Regions from separate parts of the Cyprinus carpio genome. Here region 1 is linked to region 2. A link is a contact called in public Hi-C data. All regions are on one chromosome and are shown on one strand. Each heading gives the region's core, a stretch centred on a gene start, on an enhancer-like site or on the middle of the called end of the contact. The rest is flanking DNA. Distances are from core to core; before and after follow the strand shown.

The links. Hi-C and Micro-C count contacts between places; a contact is called where the count stands out from the background.
Region 1: a contact with region 2 is called in a Hi-C map of skeletal muscle, with 4 times the contacts expected there. The contact joins two enhancer-like sites. A contact is called at or near these places in 7 of 8 Hi-C or Micro-C datasets (liver, red blood cells and skeletal muscle).

Annotation. Positions count from the first base shown.
Region 1 is chrB19:25,827,653-25,830,444 of ASM1834038v1, reverse strand. No RefSeq gene overlaps it. Among protein-coding and RNA genes, the nearest start is that of LOC109111567, 33 kb to the right of the region's middle. Within about 2 kb of position 1,259, at least 7 of the 8 cell types and tissues checked have an H3K27ac peak or open chromatin away from gene starts, as enhancers often do.
Region 2 is chrB19:25,782,883-25,785,582 of ASM1834038v1, reverse strand. No RefSeq gene overlaps it. Among protein-coding and RNA genes, the nearest start is that of LOC109058674, 4.7 kb to the right of the region's middle. Within about 2 kb of position 1,447, at least 1 of the 8 cell types and tissues checked has an H3K27ac peak or open chromatin away from gene starts, as enhancers often do.

The DNA of each region.
Region 1 (2,792 bases), core at 10-2,509, 45 kb before region 2:
TGTTTAATAAAAAAAGAAATCAGAAAAAAAGATTCGCGATACGAGCGCCAAAGTCCCAATCTGAATCAAAAGATTCGCGAGTCCGCTCCGAAGTTCCGATCTAATTCAAATGATACCCATCTGAATTTGCGATATGAATCGCGAACCTGCTCCGCAGTTCTGAATGATTCGCGTTCCGCACCTCGAAGTTCAGATCTGAATCAAAAGATTCGCGAGCCCGCTCTGAGCTCTGATTTAAAGGTATAGTTCACCCAAAAATGAAAATTAACCCATGAAGTCCAAAGAATTTAACCAATCCATTATAAAAGAACTCCACACGGTTCCGGTGGGTTAATAAAGGCCTTCTGAAGCAACATGATGCGTTTGTGTAAGAAAAATATCCATATTTACAACTTAATAAATATTAATCTCTAGCTTCCGCTAACTGTCATATGCGCGTTCACGAGAGAGTGGTGTCCAGCGGATGGGCTACCATCCACTCCCATTATAAAGCTTAGAAGAGCCAGGAAGTTGTTTTTTTTTTAATATAACTCTGATTGTATTTGTCTAAAAGAAGAAAGTTATATACATCTAGGATGGCTCGAGGGTAAGTTAATCATGGGGTAATTTTCATTTTTGGGTGAACTAACCCTTTAAATCGAATGATTCACGATCCCAGAGGTCCTATCTGAATAATGATACGCGAACCAATGTTTCAGATCATGACTTCGGAGCGCAGATCTCAATCAACCAATTCACGAAATGATTCGCGAACCAGCTGCGAAATTTCAATCTGAATCAAATGATTTGCGAACCCGCTCCGAAGTCCCAACCTAAATAAATTGATTTGCGATACGCAATTTGAAGTCCCGATCTGAATAAAATTATTTGCAGTTATTTATTATTTCAGTTAATGTAGAATAATTGCATCCTGATACTCTCCAAAATGGTAGAAGATAGTAACTCTGAAAGAATAATTGTTGAAAAAATTGTTATTTTTGTTTTCTTTGTGCACAAAAAGCAACTCATGTCACATGGACTGTTTTACCGACATTCTTACACACAATGACAGAATTATAATTTTTTGGTGAACTAGCCCTTTAAGGTCGTATACATTTGAATTCAAAAGAATCGGCGAGAGCGTTCATTTGACCGTTCGAGCGAATCGATTCGCTAAATGAATCGGACTAACCCGGCGCCAGTGGCCAAAGTCTGGTGCGCGACTCCAGCGGTGTTCATTCATTCGGGACTGGGAGGAGTGTGTATGTGTGTGTGTGTGTGTGGAGCAGGAGTGGGCTGGGTTCTGCCCGTCAGCCATGTTGGAATGAGAGGGAATGAAAAGCAGGAATGAGAGAGGATCGATTGGAGAAGACGGGAAAAGCGGCTTCTGGAATATCACCGCAGACGATCTCACAATAAACGAGTGAGTAGCGCGCATTCATGCCTTCACACATCTGTTAGAAAGAAACAAACTGTCACTGTAAACCATTAATATGAGCGTTCCTGTGCTGGATCGACCGTGCCATGCCTTCATGAGGAATACTGCTCTAAATCTGATGGATTTGGATCCGATATGTGTGCGCGCTGATTGTGACGCGCGTCGGATTCATTGGATCGAATCTAGTGACTTCGGAGGTTTATGTTGACGTCAGTTTCTAAAGTTTATGCCACACTACTTCAGCACAAACCCATTGTGTTGTGTTTTACACAGAGTTTCTGTTTATCAAGGGTACAGCAGCAGGATTTGATGACAGTTTGTGTTATTCTACAAGCTCAGCTATTTCAATCAACAAAAGTTATCACTAAGTATTATATATAAATATAGATTTAGTATATAAGAATAAATGATAAAATAGTGGTATTGTAATGTATGGATTGTTTGCAGAGCATAAGCATTGCTTTGAAAAATACATGAAGGAAATATAAAACAATAAATTCGATATATATATTTTTTTTTATTTTAATTTTTATTAGATTTACAAAATATTTACCATGCTTTATGGGTATGCCCCATAGTAATACTGTGTTTATTTTTGGAGATGTGCTTTGTTTTTATCACTTTATGGGTGTGTACCAGAGTAATACTATGTTTTTTTGGAGATGTACCATTGTAATGATATTTATTTTTTATTGAACATGATTTTTAGTACATATATTAGAGCATTTCTGTACTTTTTGGACAGCGTACCATGGTAATATCAGATTTATTTAAACAATTTTTTGTTTGTTTCATCATTTTATTTTACATTATGTATTTTTTTGCAGGCAGATTATTCAAGCAATGTGGGAAAATGTTTATTTATTTATTTTTTTTAATGTGTGATTATTTGGAAAAATAAATGTATAAATCCCACACAATCCCTCAAACAAACTTGCATCAAAATTTGAATTGCAACCTTTTATTCAATTGACTTTCCTTAGGCTTATTGAGGGATTGTTGCATTATTAGTTCATTAGTACATTTTGGACAGGGTTTCACATAATTTGGACATTAATTTGGAAGTAATGTTTTTAATATAATGATACACATCACATCATGATACATACTGTATGTTATGATTCAATAGGCTGCAGTAGATCATGCTTAGAATTAATATTGATATTGAGTACATTAATTGAATGGTAGGAAATTATATGAAAGCACAATGAAATAAAAAAGTATATATATCCCCTCACACTAATGATTACACCAGTTTGATGTTCTGCATGTCAGTCGAGCTCCTCATCCTTGAATGTGATCAGAGAGCAAACAGAGCTTCATTGTGCTGGGGAATCTCAGTAATTTGCTGATGTGTTCTGGCAGCTCTGTGTGC
Region 2 (2,700 bases), core at 198-2,697:
CACACAAGAGGAGATATAATACAGCGTCTAATAAACACAACTTAATTACTTATTACTTAACCGCGAATTTAAAAATTGTGTTATTTTATATTTTTTATATTTTTTGTGCAATTATAATATTTTGAGTATTATGATTCAATTTTCAGTATATTTATATTTTAGTTTAAATCTTAGTAATTTCGTCATGTGCTGTTGTAATTTTTATGCATTTTGTTGTATTTTTATCTTTTAATGATTTATTTCACTTCCAGTGTAGTAATTTTAACTTAAACATTTAATTTAGTTGCCAAGGCATTATAATTTTTCTCATTTACTTTTCTTTTATGTTTAACGTTTATAATAAAAGTTTACTGTAAGGTATCATTAATTATTTAATTCATTAAATGAATAATTAACAATGAGCAATAATTTTGTTACAGTATTTATTAATCTTTGTTAATCTAACTTAATAAAAATATAACTGTTTACTGTTAGTTCATGTTAGCTCAGGTCCATTGAATAATATTAACAAACAATTTTTTGATTTTAATATTGTATTATTAAATGTTGAAGTTAATATTTTTAAGATTAATAAATACTTTTTTTAGTTTAAGTTTTAGTAGTTTAATTATGTGCTTTTTTCTTGTATTTAAAATATTTTAAAAATGTAATGTATATTTATTTTTTGTATTAAAATACAATATTTCTGTTTAGCTTTATATTATTATTTTAATTTTAGTTCATTATTTTAATGTAAATTTATTTATTTAACTTATTTATTGATTAGTAGTTATTTATTATTTTTATCTTATATTTATACATAACAATATGCTGAAAAATATGCTTAATCAGCTTATTTGAGCTTGATAATTTTAATATGATTTTTAAAAATGATTTTCAACAACAACACTGTGACAAAGATGACAAAAATTCCTCTTAATTAAAGTTCTAGCAATGAAATTTGACCCTGTATTATTATAATTGTCATTTTATATATATATATTTTTACATCCCAATTTTCTATACATTGAAAAAAGAAATTTACTCTGGTTACTCAATTTTCTTTGCATCACAAAAAAAAAAAGCATAGACCAGCCTAAGCTGGTTTCCTGGTCTTAGCTGGACCAGCCTAGTCCTGTTGTTCTGTTTGCTGGTTTTAAAGGTGTTTTATGCACTTTTCAGCTGGTCGTGTTGGGAGACTGGTTCAAACCAGTATGTGATCAATTAATTGTGTCTTGTTATTTAAGGTTGTTTTTATGAATGAAAGGGCATCGTCTGAATGACAAGCATCACATGATTTTGTAGGGGACAGGAGGGTCTGTGGTTGCCATGGCGATGCTCTTGTGATTGCATGAATGCAGCAGGAGGAGTGTTTGAATTCATCGACCTCTAAATTAGTGCTCCTGCTGCTGGTCCTTGTCTTTGTCCATGTCCATGTGTGTGTGTTTTATTTTATCAGAGTCCGTGAGTTATTCCCTCACAGATGGTATTTTTATGTCACCTCGTCTCTACCCACAATGCAGCAGGGGAGCCGTAACACCCTTTTTCCCCTCAAACAAACCGCAGAGACGCAGAGAAAATAATTCACTCTAATCAAAATCCCGCCTTCTAACACTCACAGCGCAGAGTGATTTAAAATCCCGCCTTTTAACTGCCCCGTACACAAGCTGCTGTTTGAGGGGACACTTGATTATCTCAAACTCTTGCTGGTTTTTCCAGGGATCTGATCTGATTATTTGTACTTTTGGTGGTTTTCTGCATCCTGAGGCCCAGTCCATCATAAAACCTTCAGTACAGCTCTTGATAGATACGTAATGGTTTACTCTGCAGCTTGTTCTGGTCAAGAATGACCCATTTAGACAGGAAAAATCATCTGACAGATATGAAAAGTTACTTTTTTTAGGGCAGGATTCAACGGAAACCCATGATGCATCATTGCACAATAGTTTCTGCAAATGTTTGTACAATAACTGAGAAATGTGTGTACAATATGTGTGACTTTCTGAGCTTTCAGTTTTTTTTTTTTTTCAAAGTATTGCTTTTTTATTGAACGTAACTCATTCATTTGCTACCAAGTTTCAATGTCATAAACGTCAAAAACCATGTCAGATCCAGTGATTTTAGCAGCCTGGGAACTTGTAAACATGACTTTTTCCTGATAGATTTACACTTTTAATGCACACTACCATTCAGCCTTTTGTGTCCGTAAGATTTATTCTCTTTTTTAAAGAAATCAATACTTTTATTCAGCAAGGATGTTTTAAAATGATCAAAAGTGACAGTAAAGACATGAATAATGTTACAAAATATTTATATTTTAAATAAATTCTGTTCTTTTGAACTTTCTATTCATCAAAGAATCCTGAAAAATAAAATGTATCACAGTTTCCACAAAAACAGGAAGCAGCACAACTGTTTTAAACACTGATAATAATCAGAAATGTTTCTTGAGCAGCAAATCAGTATATTAGAATGATTTCTGAAGATCATGTGACACTGAAGACTGGAGTAATGATGCTGAAAATACAGCTTTGATCACAGAAATAATTTTTTTTTACTGTATATTCACATAGAAAACAGTAATAATATTTCACTATTTTACTGTATTTTTGATCAAATAAATGCAGCCTTAGTGAGCCGAAGAGACTTCCTTCAGAAACATTAAAAATCATTATTCCTGAATAATCAGATTTTCTCCTTACTCTCCCGTCAGTGTTTATG